3 separate regions of the Mus musculus genome follow, and regions 2 and 3 are each linked to region 1. A link is a contact called in public HiChIP or PLAC-seq data. All regions are on one chromosome and are shown on one strand. Each heading gives the region's core, a stretch centred on a gene start, on an enhancer-like site or on the middle of the called end of the contact. The rest is flanking DNA. Distances are from core to core; before and after follow the strand shown. Region 1 overlaps Chchd6 (coiled-coil-helix-coiled-coil-helix domain containing 6). Region 2 overlaps Tpra1 (transmembrane protein, adipocyte asscociated 1). Region 3 has its middle 16 kb from the start of Gm36409.

The links. HiChIP or PLAC-seq counts read pairs in DNA pulled down with a chosen protein or histone mark.
Region 2: a contact with region 1 is called in a FOXA1 HiChIP or PLAC-seq map of pancreatic cancer cells. The contact joins two enhancer-like sites. A contact is called at or near these places in 6 of 39 promoter capture datasets (3T3-L1-derived adipocytes, the SN4741 cell line, hippocampal neurons and 3 more), 1 of 15 datasets of contacts at CTCF or cohesin (large pre-B cells), 1 of 484 Hi-C or Micro-C datasets (bone marrow-derived macrophages), 7 of 115 datasets of contacts at active chromatin or transcription factors (bone marrow-derived dendritic cells, differentiating embryonic stem cells, embryonic midbrain and 4 more) and 1 of 9 other capture datasets (adipose tissue).
Region 3: an HNF4G HiChIP or PLAC-seq map of pancreatic cancer cells shows a contact between it and region 1. The contact joins two enhancer-like sites. A contact is called at or near these places in 4 of 115 datasets of contacts at active chromatin or transcription factors (the NIH/3T3 cell line, embryonic stem cells, extraembryonic endoderm stem cells and 1 more).

Annotation. Positions count from the first base shown.
Region 1 is chr6:89,406,822-89,410,419 of GRCm38.p6, reverse strand. All of the region lies in intron 6 of Chchd6 (coiled-coil-helix-coiled-coil-helix domain containing 6), which reads left to right. Gm52910 (a long non-coding RNA gene) reads left to right here. Exons shown (of 2, transcript XR_003956464.1): 1 at 1-2,469. Among named protein-coding and RNA genes, the nearest start is that of Gm52910, 3.0 kb to the left of the region's middle. Within about 2 kb of position 2,034, at least 22 of the 459 cell types and tissues checked have an H3K27ac peak or open chromatin away from gene starts, as enhancers often do. A contact at or near this core is called in bone marrow-derived macrophages and pancreatic cancer cells, where this site is marked.
Region 2 is chr6:88,904,892-88,908,489 of GRCm38.p6, reverse strand. It overlaps Tpra1 (transmembrane protein, adipocyte asscociated 1), which reads right to left. Exons shown (of 12, transcript NM_011906.2): 2 at 2,412-2,541; 3 at 418-549; 4 at 174-306. The coding sequence starts at 533. Among named protein-coding and RNA genes, the nearest start is that of Tpra1, 4.4 kb to the right of the region's middle. Within about 2 kb of position 1,544, at least 73 of the 459 cell types and tissues checked have an H3K27ac peak or open chromatin away from gene starts, as enhancers often do. A contact at or near this core is called in bone marrow-derived macrophages and pancreatic cancer cells, where this site is marked.
Region 3 is chr6:88,956,075-88,959,672 of GRCm38.p6, reverse strand. No RefSeq gene overlaps it. Among named protein-coding and RNA genes, the nearest start is that of Gm36409, 16 kb to the left of the region's middle. Within about 2 kb of position 1,657, at least 31 of the 459 cell types and tissues checked have an H3K27ac peak or open chromatin away from gene starts, as enhancers often do. A contact at or near this core is called in pancreatic cancer cells, where this site is marked.

The DNA.
Region 1 (3,598 bases), core at 785-3,284:
GAGCAACCAGATCTTTGGGTACAGAATTTAGCATTTGAATATATAGCAGCATCAGACCAACCCACTACAAACTACTGAGACACATTTCTGCAGATTGTTTAGACAGCATTGTGATGTGCTTGTTAAACCTCTAGCAGTGCACATAATGCACACACAGTATGCACTGTTATATGTAGTGCTAGCTTACATATTAGGAAGCACACCTGCCCTTGATACACAGAGTGTGGTCACAACTGAATCTGGAGCCACAAGGGCCAGGGAGGGGAGGCTGGTACCTGGAAGCTGTCCTTGAAGAGCCCTGCCTTAGAGGTACTCTGGATACAAGCAGCTGTGGATGGAGCACTGCAATAGTTTGTAGGTGTAAAACACCAGAGCAGCTCACTACAGCTGATAGACGACTCTATAGCTATTGACTCTGGAATAGTAGGTGCCACAGAGGGTGAGCCACAGTGGGATAGGCAAGCACAAAAGAGAGACACTGGGTATTGTATCTATATGTCCAAATGCCACATGACACCTAATGTTCTCCTCTTGGGAGTGTGGGTGCATGATACAGAGAGGCAGGGAAAAGCCACCCTCCAGGTGGAGACTGGTACTGACTTCAGGGAACCTTAGGGTTTTTTGACAGGGCCAAATGAGACTGTAGGCATTATCTAAAATGTTCACTTTGAAACAGTGTGTATTTGTGGGTAGCCTGTATAATTGAAATTAGGAAGATTATTACTAAAGGGAATTGAGGGATGGGGAAAATAGAGATTAGGGCTGCTGTCTTCTTACCAAGCAGCAACAGCAGTGACAAAGGTTAGCCTGTTCTCCCTTGGACCTAGACCCTGTCTGTGGGTTTTATCAGGAAAAAAAAAAAAGATACCCACTCTTGACCCCTGAGACACAGACAAGCTGATTGGAGTGCAGGTGTTATAGACTACAAGGAGACTTCCCAATGCTCTGAGGACCTCAAGCCCCAAGGCCAGCTTCTAAAAATGCTGGGCTAGGGACAAGTGGGGCGAATGATGTAGGAATTGCCAGCAGTTTTGTGTTCCCTGCTCTGTCCTGTTAGCCTTAGTGATGAGTGCTAACCAAGTCCTAAGCCCTGCAGGCCTGGGTGAAGACATGAAAGCCCCACAGGGAAGGACTTCATGCCTAACAGGAAAGGCAGGTATAGTCTGTGTCCTGGAAAGAAGCTGGCAGCAGGCCCACTGGCACTCATCAGAGAAGCAAACCTTATCTGAGAAACAGCAAGGCCAGAGACATGAACTGAAGCTATGAAAACTCAGGTGAGGTCTAGGAAAGAACTTCCTGACTTGCCATGAGCCTTTATAATGTCCAGCCTTTATCTTCTATCAGAATGTTTAAGGAGAAATAGTATGGTGTGTACTCAAGAGTGTGGCCCATGTTGTCCTCTGTCTCTTCTCCCCTGGTGAGCCATCAGTATCTATCTTCTAGGAAGAGCTGCCAAGTATTTTACTTTGGTGATACCTGGGACTCATCTATGGCCTGTGTTCTGGCACCTGGGCCTACCATTGGCAGAAGGAAACTAGGGATCCTGTGTGTTTATCTGGAAGCTTCCTCTCCTTACTGTTCTCATCATTCTTTCTCCTAAACATGAGACTGGGTGGTGTGATCTCTGGGTGGTAACATGAGCTGATCAGAGTGGGGCATCTGAGTCCCTAGAGTTCACCAGGCAGCCCCAGAAAGATGGGCAGTCAGCTCTGTGCTTAGGCGACAGAGTGAGTGGAACCTACCAAAGGTTCTGGTGAGGTATCAGGAAGGCAGACCTGAGGTGGCAGAGGCATTCACTGCACAAAGCCAGACGTTGAGGCTGGTTCTGGGCACAAGGCTAGCAGCGCACAAGAGCCATTTGGAACTTTTTCTGCAGGCTGCGGCAAGTCATAAAAAAAATCTTTTAAGTGGGGAATTGATAGGATTGGGTTTGTGCTTTAGAAAGATAACTGGCAGCCTTGGGGAGGACGAAGTGACAGTGTCGAGAGCAGAGCAGGACTCAGCACTGCCAGCTGGAATGACTCACCCATCCTGCAGCCACAGGCTTCAGTGTTCCAGGGGCAGAGAATGACAAGACCCTAGCCACCCTCTCCCAGTCAGCAAAGCAGACAGTCTGCAGTGAATGAGACAGATACAAAGTTTATGAAAGAATATACATATACATATACATATACATATACATATACATATACATATACATATACATATACATATATATTAGAAAGAGAAGAATATGGGGAAGGGAGGATATGCTACTGAGTGATACAAAGTGCCATGGAGGAAACGGAGCAGGACAGTGTGGAAGATGATGACCAGGGCTGCACAGTTGAGAGTCACAATGGGCTTTGTGCAGCACTGATGCAGGAGGAAGGTGGGTGGGTGCTGTGGAGCTCTGGAGAAGAGGGACACCTGACCAGCCCCTGTTTGTGCACTTACCTCCTGTGTTGCAGGCTATGAGAAGAGGAGCAGGTCTGAGGACCATGGGGTGACATGTTCTTTACAGTCTGTGTGTTCCAATGGCCCGGGGCTCATACTTGTCCAGCCAACACCCACTGGGTGGGTTTGGAAGCACTGGCCATAGGCTTATGGGAAGGGCTGCCTCAGCCCCAGGCTTTCTTTATGTTTAGAGATCCATGACTTAAAACTGAGCTTAGAAACAGCAGTTTAGTAATCCCTCCCCTTACAAAGACAGAACTGGCATTTCATTCCCAGCTCTATTAATGGGCTCACTTTGGGAATAAAGCCAGTCTCCCTGAAGGCAGGGCTGGCGCATCTCTTTGTGCCACTTTTGTTTTCTTCTGAGTGTTACATTTAGATTAGCTTCTGGGGATTAAATGGTATTACAGTCCAATCTTTTTTTTTCTCCTTTTTTAATCAGTAGAGAGGTGACTGCTTAGCAGTGTTGCTGTTAGATTATTTTCCTGGGTTGTGTCACCTCCCCATTCCTAATCTTTGGGGGAAACTTGGCTGAGGCTGCATCTGCTCCTGACTTGGGAGGAGCCAAGCCATGCAGTGCAGCCCTGTGGTGCGCACATGCTACTTCCCTAGGGTGTGTGGCCTGGCAAGTGGGAAACAAAGTGTCAGTGCTGGGTGCTGTCAGTGAGGGCTGCTTACCTAGTGCTGGCTGCTGGGCTCTCACCTGCCAGATTCCCAGAGGCCTGCCGGGCTGGAGGCAGGACAGCCTTGTCTCTGGCCCTGACATCTAGTTCTCAAGAGAACAGGGTGGATGTCACAGAAAGACGGCTCAAAACAGCTGGAGATTCAGACAAGTGTCCTAGGTGTAGGTGTAGTCTCTAAACCATAGCAAAAAATCATATTTCTAGCCGTGTGAGGGTTTCACCTTCTGAGAGCTGACATTGTCTGGCTCCCTTAGACAAGCCTATTGTAAGCACGGGTGTAGGTCATTTTTGGAGCACCCACCTGTAAAGGTTGAGTCATCAGTGACCATACTTATACCTTCCATCTCCTGTCTGCTTGGCCTGGAAGTTAGCAGAGAGTGTCCATAATGACAGCTTAGATGAGCCTCACAAGCTTCCTCTTTCCCTGTCTGTGGCCCTAACAGTTAGGTGACAGAATCTTTCATATTCCCCTGCCTTGG
Region 2 (3,598 bases), core at 295-2,794, 500 kb after region 1:
TCCTTGCTAGCCTGTTATTGGCTCAGGCATGAATGTGGGATCCTAGGTAGACCAATCCAAGGATAGTTTAGGGTTCCCCTAGCAGCCAGGAAAGAGGGGCTCCCTGGTGCAGCTGGAAAAGCTTATGCTTAAAGCAGAGATGGGCTTTCTGTCACTGATGGGAGGGAACTCACCAGGATGTAGAAGGTGATAAAAATGGGGCTGGAGGTGACACGGATCTTGGCCCGAGCTAAGGGAAGCTTCCAGAGCAGGAAGATGAAGAAGAGCACATTGGGAATGAGCAGCAGGAGGTCCCAGTACCGGACCCTGCAGGGGGCACAGATGCTGGCTCACTGGGGAGGTAGGGACACATTCCCTGGCCCATAGCACCCTGAGAGCCCACCCACAGCCCTCCCTCAGTGGGGCCAGGAACCCTACCTGGAGGAGCCAATATCCTCATATAGCAGCAGCAGGCACTGGTGGGGCTCACTGATATTGGATGCTGTGGGCGGTGGCCACGCTGTGCTTCCATTGGCCTCCTGCAGGCTGGCCATTCCACCGGCAGTGGCCCTGAAGACAAGCCCATGTGGTTAGGGCACAGGGCCCTGGCCCTCCTCCCTCCGTCTAAGGCTACCAGGGAAGACCAAAATGGCAGCGCAGAGTGCAGGCTGTACTAGGACTCACTGAGCGGGAGGCTGGGAGAAGGGGGTTCTTAGCTCCACACAGGGCCTGCTCTCTCCTCTCAGGCTCTGCCTTAAGCCTTTGCCCCTGACAGATACACAAGCCACCTCCAGTTACTGAGCATCATGTGCCAGAGAGCAATGATAGGCACCATCCAAATTGTTCTTCCAGAGATGAAGGAGTTCAGAGCATGGTCCCCAGCCTGCTTCTGCCACTTGGCCTCCTGGTGCTTCAGTGTCCCCTCTGAAATGGCACTGAGACTAAAAAGTGAGGCCATGGTGATGGAGAATGCCTCAGCAGGACTCTATTGGGAAGGCTAAGTGATATGCTCCCAATTCCACCTTGCAAACCCCACCCACCATCTGATCTGAGGTCACACACCCGCTGAGGTCCTCAAAGGAGCCCAGAACCCTCTCTGCTGCACTGGAAAAGCAGCTGCAGGTGGAGGGGACACCTGAAGCACACAGAGGTCTCTAGGCACAAAGAGGGCCAAAGAGGTCATCTGAGAAGGTCAGGCTCCCCAGAGAAGCTGGAGGCCAGAGTAGCCCAGAGGCCAGTGTCTTTGTGGCAATTTGGGGAGGAAAGTCTGACATTCAGCCTAGAGGATGAGAGAGCTCATGATCTGGGGTCCCAGAAATGTCTTGGAGGGAGAAGACTAATGGTGGCCAGAAAACCCTAGACGAGGAACCTTGGTGAGAGGACTGTGTAGGGATGGTAGTGGGGCCTCCTGCAGGACAAGCTGAGCCTCGGGACTCATAGGTAACTGTATTCTGATCAGTGATCAGAAGGTAATCGCCTCTATCCAAAACAGCCAGCAGCTGGGCAAAGGTAGTGCACGGGTGAAGCAGTGTCAGCCGTTGACCACAAGATGGCAGTAGAAAGAAGGAGCCTGAACTGCGGCAAAATGAATGGGCCTCCCAAATGGGATGTGGGTGGATCCAGACTCAACAGAGCCATACACGTGACCACTACAGAACCAGGCCGGGATTGACTCTGTAGACCCGGTGGCACACTTCGTCCCAGACACTCCTTTCTCCAGACGTGGGTGCACGAGCTTGTATACTGCCAGGAACACTTAAATCTTTTCAGAGGAAAAGGTCGTGGCTTAGGGACCTACCTGTCTGTGGCAGGAGTGGCAAAGAGCTTGGTGCCCCCTGTTCAGTGTCAGCGGTAACTCAAAAGGAGCATTGTGGTCCACTAACTCTAAGCAGTAGCAGGAAAAGGCAGGGCTTGGGGGGCACTCGGGGACATCCTGGATTTGGCAGGGTCATTACACTCTAGTGCTGTCTCTGCTGAAAGGGACAGGAAACCTCTGAGCAGGCAGCCAAGACCCTGTCCTCAGCCTTCTCTGATTTGTTACACCTCCAACTTTCTGATGGGGAGGGGCAAGGAGGGAAGTATGTCCCTGGTTCCTAGTAGGGCATTTCCACTTTTTCCCAGTCCTGACGATCGGCAAAGGTGAAGGGAGCAACCATCCTCCACCCACGCACCCTCTGCTTGCCCAGCGGATCTGACCATGTGGTTGGTATAACCAGCAACTCACTGGGCTGCTCAGGTGTGGGTGGGACAGGGCAAGCAAGGCCTACCCTCTTGCCGGCTCCCTCCCAAGGATGGGGGTGGGAGTGGGGAAACACAAACCTTTGTACTTAAAAAGCAAAGTTCTGCTAGGGATAAGGGCTGAGAAGACAGTGGAGTGGTTCACTATGACGGGAACAGAGCGCAGACAAGTCTCCAGGACCCACACGTCTTACCAGCAGAACCCGGGATTTCAGTCTGCTTTCTCCAGCTTCCCCTGAAGGAGGGACTGGCCACAAGGACACCAACAGAGTGCAACTCGCCAGCTTCAGGTCGTGCCCTTCTTCCTTCCTGTCAGCCGGAATACTGATGTGCCGATAGGAACAAGAGCAGCCATGTTAGACCATGAGATAGAAGTAGGTCTCTCCATGAATGCCCAAGGCTGCTTCCACAGCCAAACGAAACAGTGCAGTCCTCTATCTAGTTACCATGGCCTTGTGTCCCAGTTAAGGCTGAATTCCAGGGAACATAGGAAGGTTGATTTGGGTTGGTGTTCTGTCAAGAGGACGCATGACTGGGGAGTCAGCCTTGGAAAACTCTGGATAAAGAACATTCCTCAGAGAGAATGGCAAATACAAAAGTTCTGAGGTAGAAACAGACTTGGCCAAAGACAAAAAAGACTAGGCCAGGGCGGCTGGAAAGAGAAAACAGTTGGTAAGACTGGGTCAGATGGGGTGGCACACCTATAACATGATTTCATTCTCGGTACTGAAAAGGCTCTTTCCAAAGACCCCAAGCCACTGTGGGTGGGGTCCCTTAGGCCACTGCAGAGAATGGACAGGTCTAGGTGAGACAGGAAGGAGAGACAGCAGCAGGATGGAGAAGGTGGGATAGGGCCAGGCAGCCAATGGGCACACTTTCCCCGGGGGCACTCCGAACTTCGGCTCTGTCCACAGACTTAGATGGGATTAGCTCCATACAGCACAAATGTCAGGAAATGCGAGCATTTTCAAATCCAGCCAACCAGAAAGTCCCAGCACCCTGCTGAGGTCAGCAGGCCAAGTGTGACTCTGGGCTGGGGCCTTGGAGAGAAAGCTCACAAAGAGCAAAGTCACAAGGTGGATGCAGAGAGAAACACTGGACTCCTAGTAACCCCGGACTCTGCCACATACGACACCCATCCTTCCCAGTCATGAGACGGCCAGGTCCCCTTCACTACCAGGGTGTTTGAGTCTGACTTCTCAATTTTCCAAATAGATCAGATGTTTACTTGTCTTGCATTGCTGGACACTGGATCTATGCTAGGCAAGCACTGGACAATGAGCAGTGAGACTTGCGTCATCACTTTTGAGACAGGGTCTCCCTAGGCTGCCCATGTTGCCCAGCCTTGAACCTGTGATTCTCCTGTCCCAGCTTCCTAATA
Region 3 (3,598 bases), core at 408-2,907, 450 kb after region 1:
GAGGTACAGAGCAAAGTAGCTCCAACCAAGATTGTTCAACCGTCCCTCCTGGTCCTTGCCTTTCATTAGGTGATGGTCAGGACAGCCAATGGGGAGGCAGCAGAAGGCTGGGTTCAGAGGCTTTTCAGACCTGCAGATTCCCAGGTGGGAAGCTAACCACAGGCCCAGGGAAACCCTGGCATGCAAGTCCTAGTTCCCCTCCCAAGGCCACAGCAGATATTGCTAATATGCAGACATGTCTCAGGTCATTTGGAAACAGCACACAGGAGAAGGGGCAAGAGCCTGAAGATGGCAACTGTAATAGCATGGATCTCAGGCGCTTGCATGCCACAGGGGCCAGCCCCTTAACCCCCTCACCCTAAACTAATTGTGTCTCCTTCAAACTTCACATTCACAACATATCCTCACCTCATACTATATTTGGAGATAAAACCTATCAGGAATAAATTTCAGTTAAATGAGGTCATGAATTTGAGCGGGGATCTGATCCAACAGAATTAGTGTCTTCATAGAGACACACTCCCTCTCTTCAAGTATGCCCAAAGAAGAAATCGCACAACACACAACAAGAAGTTAGGAAGCCCTGGCTGTTCTGCCCTGACCCCAAATGCATAGCCTACAGAACAGAGAGAATGAGTCCATCTAAGGTGTCAATTTGTGGCAGCTGGTGCCAGCTATGACCCTCACATAACAGCTCTGCTTGAATCTCCGCTTTACAGAAGAGGACACAGGCTCAGGCAAGTGATGCCTGTGAGTACATCTGTAAGGGTGGAGTGAGGACAGACCAGGTCATCCCTCCACCGCCCACACTGCACACTGCATGGCTAAGTATGCATGGTTGTTCACGCCAGACCTGTCTTTTGTGGAGTCCAACAGTAATGCCAACTGTGCTTCGGATACTGCTGCTACTTAACAGCATTAACTAAGACTCAGTGTACTATTGGACAAGCCCCATTAGCTTTACACATGGATTCCTTGCTGGCCCCTCCACTGAGTCAGTCCCACTTGAAGCCTCCTGCACAACTTCAGATGGACTCTGAGTGAGACCACAATCCACTGAGGCTGGTCAAAGGCTGGACAGGACGTACCAAGCACTCTTGTCCACAGCCCATCTGTACTTCTCTAGTGGCTCCAAGACCCCAGCAGGAGTGTCCCCACAGGAAGGCAGCAGCCATCTGGCTACATGCCACAGCACATCGGTTGCCAAAGCCCATGTTGAAGAAGACCCATGTACACCCAGATCCAAGGGAGGGGAGGGCATTGGTCAGTTTTCTTCATCATTGTGGCAAAATACTTGACAGAAGCAACCTGGGAAGGAAGGTTTCTGCTGGCTCACAGGCTGAGACAGTACAGTCCTTCCTGGTGGGGAAGTCTTGTCAAAGTTCATGGTGCCCAGAGCAGGTCACGGATCGCATCACAGCAGGAAGTGGGAAGCAGAGAGTACTGAGTTAAGCACTGGAGCCAGGTCTCAAGGCCCATCCTCTCCCACCAACCCACTTTGCCAGCCACGCCCCACCTGCCAAAGGCTTTACAGCCTGTAGAGGGGGGCCACTTGCTGAAGGCTGAGTGTCCAAACACACGCCTGAAGGACACCTCTGACTCAAACAGTATCAGGAAGTTGAACCACACCTCTGTGAGGCAAGGGTGTTGTGGTCATGCGCCAGAGGACCCCATGGGAAAAAGGTATGATTAAGGCCATCTTGGGAAAGTACAGGCCACATACAGTGCTAAAACCAGATCTGACCTGCTAACGGAAATGACAAAGAAATTTCACTGTGACTTGTTTCTATTTGTGTTCCCATTAATCACCTGTCTGTTGTCATTAAGTTGTCATGCCTGCGTTACTGGCAATAATAACCTGGGGTTTGATCACATCTCACAAGGTGGTTTGCATGGGCTCAGCTTCTTCATGGGGATGAGGAGAGGGCTGACACAGCTGATATAAAACGAGCAAAACTAAGACTTCTCAACCAGCTGCCAGGGAGACCCCGAGGAGTTTCTTGAAGTCCCAGGACCAGTGTCTGCCAGAACAGCTAAAGTAGAAGGTCCCAGCGTTGAACTGTATATGACTGGAAACCCCAGAAGATGTCTTCAAGTCCCCGGAGACCTCCAGGGCTAGTGCTGACATTCTCTCTCAGAGGCATCTGCACATTGTCTCCACCTCAGGTCATGTGTCTGTGACACTGCACTATTCTCACCTGAGGGAGTGACCCTCTGCATTCCCCCACATGCCACTGAGACAAGGTGTTATACTCATGAGTGCACACCCTCCCCGCCCCAGAAGTCTCCAGCTTCTATAGGGAGTTAGTGAAACCTCTAGGAGGTAGATGGGAAGAATCAGAGCATTGGAAGTGTGTCTTGAAGGCCATATTGGGAGCCAAGTCATTTCCTGTGTCTCTTAGCTTCTCGGCCACCATGATATGACCAGTTCTGCTCCATCATGTGCTTCCACCATGATGTTAGGGCCTCAGAAACCTCTGAATGTGCGAATCAAACAAGCCATTCCCCCTGTTATTTTTTCACAGCAGTAGAAAGCTAACTAACACACAGGGTTACAGGGTAAAACAAAGTTCATTAAAAGTTCAAACAGGTAACAAAGGTCATTATATCACCCCCAACTGGATGTGACTTATGTGGCAGGGGTGGTGGTTAAGCTACCATTCTCACCACAAGGCATCTCATGACTGGTGCTATTCTCTTCCTCTGGAAGTGAGACCAAGGGAGATGTTCTTTCACATCCTTCTCTATGACCTCTCTCACTGCTGAGGCTAAACGACTGCCAAGTCCTCCTTACTAACAGTCAACGGGTCTTGTCTTCCACCTCAGTGTTTTATGCTAAGATTATCCCACCTAGGGATACCCAAACCTGTCACTTTCCAGACAAAAGAATCATTGGCTCTCACAGGAAGGTGAGTTCCATAGACAGAAGAGCTCTTAAGCTTACCCCACTGCCCACTATAGAAGGCATGCATGTGTACAAGTTGAAAAGACATCTCTTACACTCGGTGCTAGACAAGATCAAACCAGCTCTTTTGCTGAGCTCAAACAGAAAAGCATAAGGACGAGGTTGTTTGAATATTCTTAGAGGTATAAAGGAGCCCACTAGACAGTGGAAGCTCACTAAGGTATGGCTCCCAGGGCACTGAGAATGATGCAAACAGTAAAGATGCTGGTGTGGGTTGCTTCTCCATGGTGGTGTTTGCAGTTCCATCAGAAATGGCAGAAAGGGTCAGAGTTGGTGGTAATTTCAGCACTCAGAAGCCAAAATAGGAGGATTGCCATGAGTTCTAGGCCAATCTGGGCTAAATAATGAGTTCCAGGCTAGCCTGAGCTACAGAGTTAGACCCTGTCTCAGAAACAAAACCTAACAACAAAATCCATGTATATGCCTAGCAAAAGAGCCAGTGCACCATTCTTAGCCCATGAAAGCAAGTCTTTAGTGGGGAGGCAGGTATTTTGTATTTTGAAGGGAAATAACACAATTAGCTTGAAGGAGTTTATACTTCAGCTTTAAATGGCAATGTTCATTTAGACGGCATCAGATCTTTGCAAAGCTAGGGTGTTGGAGATTGCTGTGATTATTCTGTGAAAATCAATA